Linked DNA regions of Sus scrofa: all the other regions are linked to region 3. The links are chromatin contacts, called in public Hi-C and HiChIP or PLAC-seq maps. All regions are on one chromosome and are shown on one strand. Each heading gives the region's core, a stretch centred on a gene start, on an enhancer-like site or on the middle of the called end of the contact. The rest is flanking DNA. Distances are from core to core; before and after follow the strand shown.

Region 1 (2,909 bases), core at 174-2,673, 310 kb after region 3:
CACAACCACACATTTGGCCTAGCCCGATGCTGTCCTAGGCACTGGTGCACAGCAGTGAAAAATGTAAACAACTGAGAGACAATAAGCAATACCTGTAATACTTGAGTAACTTATGTGTGTTAGATGCAAATAAGGGCTCTGCACAAGAGGAACAAAAGTAGAAGGAAGGGAAAGGAGGGGTGTACCAGGTTGCAATTTTATTTTATTTTTTTGCTTTTTAGGGCCACACTTACCGCATATGGAAGTTCCCAGGCTAGGGGTCGAATCCGAGCTACAGCTGCAGGCCTACACCACAGCTACAGCAACACCAGATCCCAGCCACTTCTGCGACCTACACCACAGCTCATGGCAATACCGGATCTTTAACCCACTGAGCGAGGCCAGGGTTCGAACCCCGTACTCGTGGATACTAGTCGGGTAGGTTTCCTTTGAGCCACAAAGGGAACTCCAGTTGCAATTTTAAATGAGGATCGTCATGCAAAGTCTCACTGAGAAGGTGATGTCTCAGCAAAGGCTTCTGCCTTCTACCTTGAGGGCTGTGGGGAGCCACGGAAGAGTTCTGAGTTAGAGGAGGGTCCTGAGCTTTCTGGACACATCTGAGAGAATAGACTTCAGCAGTGGGAGTGTCGGAGCAGGTCGACCTGTTAACGGAGAATCCTAGCAGCGATTTGGGACTAGGACGGTAGCAGTGGAGGGGTGAAAATGGCTGGATTCACTGTGAAGCTGAAGCTGGCCCTGATGCTGGTTACTAAGGAATTGCATTTGCGGGCTGAGAGAGAGAGATTGGGAGAGAGCCGTTCAGAATAACAGCGAGATTTTGGGGATGGTGAAGTTGCCACGAACTGGGGTGGAGCAGCAGCTAGAGGTGTAGTTTAGCGGTGGGCGGGCAGCCGCCGGCAAGCAAGCTCTTTTTTTTTTTTTTATAAGAAATGGAAAATTTTATTCAAGCCAAACTGAGCATTTTAACCCGGGAAGAGCCTTTCAGAAAGAAAGCTCTGAGAACCGTCCTAAGCTCTTTCTTTCTTAGTACTCTCCGTGGTTATTGCGATCGCTACATTTTTTAAATGTCCTCTTCTAGTAGAACACGTACCAGGCAGTGATATTTGATCAATGTTTGTAGGAACAAACAAACACGTCAGCTTTCTTTATTTTTAGTAAAGTAAGGAGTAAGACAGTCTTTGCTAGTTAGAGGGTGTCCGCTGGCCGCGGCCGAAGACCTGCCTTGGAGGCAAAAGCCGGCAAACCCCGCACACGGAGGCCAGCAGCTCCGTCCAGGGAGGCTCTCTGCGCACGCGCGTCCCAGCGGGGCTGCCGGGAGGGGGGGTTGTGACGCCGCCCGCTGAGTCTTGTGACGCGGCTGCGCGCGGGCAAGGGGCGGGGCCGCCCCGTAGGCGGCCCGCCCTCTTCCGCCGCCGCCGTGGGAATGGAAACATCTTCCCCACGTGCCGGAAGCCAGCCGGCGCCGACGGCGGCGCGGTACTTTGCGTCCTGCCGCGCGGAGCCCCTGCGGGTGTCATCGCGAGACCAGCTCGCCGAAATGGCCGCAGCCAGTCAAGGTAAGGGAGGGCGCGCGCGCTTTCGGCGCCGCAAGGAGCCGCCTTCCCGGGCTCCGGAAGGGGAAGGGCTCCGCGCCCACTAGTCCCGGCAGAGCTCCCCTGGGAACCTGAGCGGCGCCGGGGCGGGTAGGGCGCCCGGGGCTCGTCCCTAGCCCAGCTGCCCCCAAGGTCCGGCCAAGGTCACTTCCCCGGCTGGAGCCGAACTGCTCCGGGGTGTGGTCTCCAGTCGGGCTCGCCCAGCCTTCCGGCACCGCCCACGGCAGCCTGGGCGCGGAGACATTTTGTTCCTGTTTTCGGAAGCAGTCCGGCACCTTGAGACTAAGACAGCTTTGTCCCTTTGGACTGTCTTCTCAAACATCTGGCCAGCGTCTTTCTTATGCAAGGCGCCTCTGCTTGCGCTTGCGATGGGTTTGAAAGAGTCGTCCACATGGTGCGGTACTTCGCATCGTCTTTTGTTTGGTCCGCTTAGTCAGAGTCCCTGTGATGCGACGCACGGCTTCCTGTCGTGCTGCTTATCCCACTTCGCCGAATGCTTCAGATTACATTCACTTCGGTACCCGGCTCACAAGGTCTGATTGCTAAACAGAGCCGTCATCGAAAACTCAATTATATAATTTAGGATTACATAACTTATGTTAAAAACAAAGTGAAAATTATCAAAACTCTACTTCCTTATTATTTGCCATGTTTTGCTCTTGAGGTTATTTAATCTGTTCGTTGTGGTGGAAATAACAGCATCGTACACTCGCTCTCTTCCCAACTCTGCGTTCAGCGATGTCACAATTTAGTGATGTCACGCTCAGGGTGAGAGATACAACCTCGAAATTGGTATAGACTACTAAACAGCCCTTCTCCCACCCCAGCGTGGTTGGTAAACATTTACCTGGACACCGCTGGATTCAGGTGACTCTAAGGTGTTGAAATGTGCAATGTAATTATTTTCCTGCAGAGCAGACTGACTTCAGTTAGGTAAAACGTATAGGTTGATCAGATATTTACACCTCAGAAATTGTTAGGAGAAATTTTTTTTTTTTTGTCATTTTGGGGACGCAACCGCAGCATATGGAAGTTTACGGGCTAGAGGTCCAATGGGGGCTGTAGCCGCCGGCCTACACCACGGCCACAGCAAATGCAGGATCCAAGCCACGTCTGCGACCTACATCGCAGCTCACTGCAGCGCTAGATCCATAACCCACTGAGTGAGGCCAGGGATGGAACCTTATGGATGCCAGTCAGGTTCGTTAACCGCTGAGCCACATTTTGAGGTTGATATTATGAATTTCAATCTTTTTTTTTTTTTTTTTTTTTTTTTTGTCTTTTTGCCATTTCTTGGGCCGCTCCCACGGCATATGG
Region 2 (3,121 bases), core at 95-2,594, 330 kb before region 3:
CAAATCGGAGCTGCAGCTGCCAGCCTACACCACAGGCACAGCAATCCAGGATCCAAGCCGAGCCTGTGACCTACACCACGGCTCATGGCAACGCCGGATCCTCAACCCACTGAGCGAGGCCAGGGATGGAACCCGCAACCTCATGGTTCCTAGTCGGATTCATTTCTGCTGCACCACGACGGGAACTCCTATTTGTGGTCTTTTTGACGATGGCCATTCTGACGGGTGAAGAATAGCACACTTTTTAATGTAAAGGACCAGGAACAAAGTTAAAGACGCGTCGCAGACGAGGATAGAATACATGTAACACATAAGGAGAACCCAAGAGTTATGATCCCGTATATGGAAAGAACGAGACCCAGAGGTCGGTGGAAATCTGACCACGGGTGTGACCACAGGCCGGTGAAGACAAAGGAACATCCAAACTCACTCATACTGAAGAAATGGAAATAAAATGAAAGATAGGCTTTTTCACTGATTAGATTTGCAAAAGCGGAAACTTTGGCCAATACCCAACTCTGGGTACCTCCATGGGAATGAGGTACCGAAATGAGACCCCAGCTCCTAAGGACCTCGCTTGAAATATACCATTGCGGAGTTCCCATTGTGGTGCAGTGGTTAACAAATCCGACGAGGAACCGTGAGGTTGCGGGGTCGATCCCTGGCCTTGCTCAGTGGGTTAAGGATCCGGCGTTGCCGTGAGCTGTGGTGTGGTTGCAGACGCGGCTCGGATCCCGCGTTGCTGGGGCTCTGGTGTAGGCCGGCAGCTTGGACCCCTAGCCTGGGAACCTCCATATGCCACGGGAGCGGCCCAAGAAATGCCAAAAAAAAAAAAAAGAGAGAAAAGAAAAATACCCTTGCCTAACTGTGTGCGAATCCACGAGCAAGGACACAGGATTGTTGACGGCGACCATCCCCAGCTACTCTGCAGCTCTGCAGAGGAACGAGAGCGGGGTTGGCGTGCGCACCGGGGCGCGGCCTCACGCGCAGTGCTTGGTGCGGGAGCGCGGGCTGGGTCCCCGGACATGGACGGTGGGGGTTTGCGTGGCTGTTCTCTGCTCTCGAGAGGGGACTTCAGGGAGGAGAGTGAGAAGGGCTTTGTCCCCCCTTGTGCACTACATGTGTGTAACGTTGGGGTTTCTTTGTAAGGAGCACGACTTTGGGGGGGGGTTTGGTTTGGTTTTTTCCAGGAAAGGCTTGATTTTTAAAAAACGGACTCTAAAGATGTTCTGGCTAGGGGGAAAAAATGACCACACGGTGGCTCGGAATGGGACTCCTGATCCCAGGTTGGCTTCACTCCCAGCCTGCTCACGGGTTGCCTTAGAAACAGGCTAAGCGCCGGGGACACAGTTATCTCGGGGAGCCATTAGGCAGTGACTCAGCAGAAAACCCAGCCCCGGGGGCGGGCGGGGAAGGGGGGGAGGTCTCCACTCCCTGGAAAACAATTGCGACGACGGAGTGTTTCGGAGGTCGCCTTCGCGATCTGGCGTGATGATCAAAAAACGAAGGGTGACAGGACAGGCCAGCCCTCTCTTCGGATGTGCCAGTAGCCGAGCGCTGTTCCTCTGCCGTCCCGTCCCTAGGAGACCATGGGTCCCCCTTCTCCTGCCAGCCTGCCTTTGGCTCGACCTAACACGCAGCCTCGGCTCATTCCGGGTGCGGCATCCTCAACCCTCCCGCTGACGGTGTAAAGCGAGCTTCCTTTCCCAAGGCTTCCTCGGGGTTGCCATAGCAACCGGCGGCCTGCAGCCCACAAGCCCAGCAAAAAGGCCACTCAACAGAGGGCACAGCTGACGGACGGAGGCTGGCGGTCACTTCATCCTGGCGGATCTGGCCCAGCCGAGGATGCAGGGACGGCACAGTTTGACATCTGAGAGACCCGAGTGGCAGGACACGAGGCCAGAGGGCTGTGACAGGGCTGATGGTGGCCTGGGCCAAGGCAGGGCAGAAGCCTACAATTTGAAGAAGATAAGACGTGTCGGTTCACTGGGGTTGGGGGCGGTGAGGGAGGAGCGGGAGGAGTCAAGCAGAACTTCTGGTGACTTCTGACTCTGGCCACGGCTGATAGAGCATATCAGACTAATTCACTGAAAACGTGCTCACAAGTGTTCCACGAGCAGGGCCGAACGGACGCTCGTGTGCCAGTTCCCCGGGGCTGTGGCACTTTCTCTAGGAGTGGAACTGCCAGGCGATAGGGGACTTAGGAGTAACACTTCGAGGGTCTGACAAAGTACTTCCGCAAGGGCGGCCCCGCGTCCCCCCCGCCCCCGCCCCAGCAGCGTGCGCTATTGTCTTCTGTAGCCAAAGAAGTTGGACAAGATGTACATTTCTGGAGTGTTTTTAGGGCCGCACAGGCGGCATAAGGACGTTCCCAGGGTAGGGGCCGAATCCGAGCTGCAGCTGCCGGCCTACACCACAGCCACAGCAACGCCAGATCTGAGCTGCATCTGCGACCCACACCACAGCTCACGGCCACATCAGATCCTTAACCCGCGGAGAGAGGCCAGGGATCGAATCCACATCCTCGTGGATCCTAGTCGGGTTCTTAACTCGTTGAGCCACCACAGGAACTCCAAAATGTATATTTTTTAAGAACCATTTGAATGCGCCAGAGAATAAGCAGCAAAGGCAGAGAAGAACCCTTCAAAGCAGCGACAGGGGGAGTTCCCTGGTGGCCCAGCAGGTTAAAGATACAGCGTCACTGCTGTGTCCCAGGTTCGATGCCTGGGACCGGAACATCCAAATCCTGTGGGCACAGCGAAAACCAACCGCCCAGACAAAGAAAACAGAGCAGTTAGACGGAAACACAACACTGCCTGCTGGTTGGCTTCCCAACAGAACTCATGAAAGGTGATGGGATCCCTTTAAAGTGTTTACAGAGAAAAACTGCCAACCTGGAGTTGTGTACACAGCAAAATGAACACATTTCAGGCAGAGGCTGGGGCAGCTCGATGCCAGCCGACCTGTCCCGTAGGAAAGAGCGCCCCCAGCGAGTTCTCCCAGCTGATGGACGATGAGGGAAGGAGCAACTCGAGCGACATGAAGCTCGCTCTTCACACCTGCTAGAACGGCTGTCCTCCAAAGGACCGACGAGGCCGAGTGTTGGCGGGAGGGAGCACGG
Region 3 (3,154 bases), core at 627-3,126:
AGTGTTTGTCCTCACGGAACCTGACGTGGCAGACACAAGGTGGAGATCAGACCTCAGATCCTACCTCTGGAACTAAACTGACTTCACGCCGTTTACCAAGTCAGACGCGAGTTTGGAAAACACACTCCCAGAATGAACAGCTTCCCCTGTTTGCCTCTCACTTTTCCCCACGGAGGAGGAAGTCCAAGCACACAGCCCCTGCGGACCTCCGGGCTCCAGGGCATGAGGCTGCAGCCAATGGCTGCACACAGACTTCAGCAAGGCCTTGCAATACGCCTACACCAGGGGGTGCTGGGGTGATAGTGGCGCAAGAGCAGGAGGGAGAGCCCAGCCAAGCAGAGCTGGAGAGGCCCTATAACAAGCAGGTGGGCGAGCCCAGGCACGGAGAGGGAAGGGACCTAAGCCATGTCCTGCTCTAAGTCTGCTGCATTTAAGATGTGGGGCCTGGGGGAGACTCACCGATGCTCCCATGATGATAAAGATATGTGTATCCGACTGATGGAAAGCATCGCCCTGGTACAGCTCTTCCCGCAGGATCCCGCACACTTGGGTCCGGCTCAGAGCCACCTGCTCTGCCATGGTACTCTCTGGAGGAAAAAAAACTTATTGATGAGGCAGGAGAACCGGAAAGCACTGAGAAGCTGGCTGGCCCCTTTCTGGAGGAGTCCTTTGGGCTCTCGTCCAGCTGATGCCTGATTACTGAAACCACTTGGTGGGAATGGCTGCGAGCAGGATGGTTGGGGGATGAGAAACTGCTGGCTCTGGTCATACTCTCCAGACAGCCTTCTTTCAGCGTGTACATTACAACATTACTCTAAGCATTAGTGGACTCCAACGAGGGCCTCAGCTCTGGGGGAGTAACACCAAGCTGGAACATCGGACCACCTGCTAAGGCCATCTCACCAAGGATTCAGGCGGAAGCTCCTCAATGAGCTGGAGCAAGTTAGATCAAGCAGCTGACAGTGTAGATCTAGTCCTCCTCCACCACCGCTGGGAGACCCCGGCCAATCCCCGCCCCTCTCGGGGTCCCCTCAGGGGCCCAATGGGGGTATGCAGGGGACGGTTAGATCAGTTAACACCCTCTCGATTTTGCCCCCTTCCCAAGCGTGGCAAATCAAAGCGTTCGCCCACTCAGTTACCTGTGCTTCACCGCTGCTGCCCTTCGCGCTCGCAGCCCCGGAGTTCCCGGCAGTTTCCTGGGGCTGCGCCCCGCCTGCCCATTTAACTGGCGGGGGCGGGCACCTGGTCTGAGCTGACCAGCCTCAGGCGAGGCGCGCGGGCGGGGCCTCCGTGTGCCCCTCCCCCGAGAGGCGGGGCGAGGCAGGTGCGCGCGCATCTCGGGCCGGTGGGACCCCCCCCCCCCCGCTCCCGCGCGAGGCCTGCCGGCCTGACCCGCTCCGCCCCTTGAGCACCTGCGCCGGCCGCCGGGCTGCGGGCCCCCTGCTGTCCTCGCCGCCGCTGCGCCGTGTCCCCGATGCTTCGCGAGTCCGTGTGCAGCTCCCCACAGCTCGCCCGCGTTCCCATCCCTGGCCTGGCCCCGCCCCTACAGTCTGGCTTTCTCGTCAGCCCGGGGTTGTCCTGCGCCCTCAAGAAGGGCTCCACTTCCGCCGGCAGCGTGGTCACGCCCCTCGACCCCACTTGTAGGCGGGGCCCTCTTTAGCCTCGCCCCCTCACTGGACGGGTCGTCGACTCCGATCAAACTGGCCCTATCACATGATAGCCTCGTCGTGGCTCCTCCCCTAGTGGGGGCGGGGCAGCCGACCTGCCGCTCGCTGGATGCCGCCGCCGGAGAGACAAGGGGAAATGCGGGTCGCGACGCATATTATTGAAGAGTGTCCTACGGGCCAGCCGAGCCTGGTACGCTCGGGCTTCCGTCTGGGGACAAGTCTCCCTCGCGCCTCTCGCGGGCCTGCTGGGGGCGGGGTGGGGGCGGAGTGTGAGTGTTTTACTTCCGGATCCCACAGCTACGACACCGGAAGCAGGAAATGGGAATTTGGCAGCCCGAGAAGGGAAGGGCGACCGCGGAACCCGAACTTTCTCCGAGCGCCGGGGTCCGAGGAGCGCTCGGGACCCGCCGCTCCCGCCCTTCTCACGTCGGACCGACTCTGCTGACAGGTGTGGTCCTCTTCTCCGAAGATAGGGTACTATTGGTGGGCGTTCCGCCACCTCCGAGACCCCCCCTGGACGACCAGGCTTTCCCCTCCTATTGGGCCCCGGCCCGGTTCTGCCGCCCGCTTCTAGATCACCCGCCGAGGCTGGCCAATTCAGGACCCAGGTTACTCTGGCGACGAGCGGGGCAGTTTTCGCCTCTCCTTCCTCTGCCGCGGCGGAGTCTGACCACACCCCTAGTTCGTGGATGACTATTCTACTTCGGAGACATTTTCTGTTCATCGAACTTGACTACATTTGAAGTTGTTAAGTTCTTTAAAAAAGCCTCAAGGGTAATTTGACAGCTAAGCATCTTTCCTCATGCGCTTCATTTTGCTCACTTTGCACAACGGTTAATGTCTGCCGGACCTCATATCAGTTCTGTGACTTGAGGATGAATGGGCCATAAGGAGGCCACTATACCTGGAATAGAGTGAGCGAGGGGGGAATAGTTAGAGAGGAAGCAATGGGGGACCAGATAGTGCACGGCCTACTATCTTGTTGTACGGGTTGTGGCTTTTTGGCGGAGGGCCATGAGGAACTATGGTAGGGATCTGGATAGAGGAGAGACGTGGTAGGAATTACCTTTTGGTCTGATTGTTCTGGCGCGGTGGGTAGAACAGACTGTACGTAGGGGGCAAGGGTTGGAGCAAGGTGATCTGCTAGGAGGTTATTGCAGTTATCCAGGTGAGAGATGATGGGGCTCGGATCGTTTTATTGTGAAAAATACCAAAGATGTGCAAAAGTAGAAAGGATAGTATAAACCCAAGGTACCCACCTCCCAGCGTCAACAGTTATCAACCTGTTGCTACCTTTGCTTAATTTATACCCCTCATAATCTCTTATTTTCAAAAATAGCTTTATTGACATATAATTCACATACCACACAATTCACCCATTGAAAGTGAACAATTCACTGCTTTTCAGTATATTCACACACCTGCACAACCATCACCATTCATTCTCGAACATTTTCATCAACCCATCACCTTATCTACTTCAGTTC

What was found. A called contact is a pair of places that touch in the nucleus more often than the background predicts. HiChIP or PLAC-seq counts read pairs in DNA pulled down with a chosen protein or histone mark.
Region 1: a contact with region 3 is called in an H3K27ac HiChIP or PLAC-seq map of alveolar macrophages. The contact joins the promoter of FUNDC2 here to the promoter of G6PD in region 3.
Region 2: a contact with region 3 is called in a Hi-C map of retroperitoneal adipose tissue, with 3 times the contacts expected there. The contact joins the enhancer-like site here to the promoter of G6PD in region 3. A contact is called at or near these places in 3 of 47 Hi-C or Micro-C datasets (retroperitoneal adipose tissue, skeletal muscle and subcutaneous adipose tissue) and 2 of 2 datasets of contacts at active chromatin or transcription factors (alveolar macrophages and skeletal muscle).

What each region holds. Positions count from the first base shown.
Region 1 is chrX:125,352,609-125,355,517 of Sscrofa11.1, forward strand. FUNDC2 (FUN14 domain containing 2) reads left to right here and starts at 1,424. Exons shown (of 5, transcript NM_213743.1): 1 at 1,424-1,556. The coding sequence starts at 1,424.
Region 2 is chrX:124,709,972-124,713,092 of Sscrofa11.1, forward strand. No RefSeq gene overlaps it. Among named protein-coding and RNA genes, the nearest start is that of IRAK1, 13 kb to the right of the region's middle. Within about 2 kb of position 1,345, at least 39 of the 83 cell types and tissues checked have an H3K27ac peak or open chromatin away from gene starts, as enhancers often do. A contact at or near this core is called in alveolar macrophages, retroperitoneal adipose tissue, skeletal muscle and 1 more, where this site is marked.
Region 3 is chrX:125,039,164-125,042,317 of Sscrofa11.1, forward strand. It overlaps G6PD (glucose-6-phosphate 1-dehydrogenase), which reads right to left and starts at 1,877. Exons shown (of 13, transcript XM_021080744.1): 1 at 1,413-1,877; 2 at 460-587. The coding sequence starts at 1,524. It also overlaps a transcript of IKBKG not described here.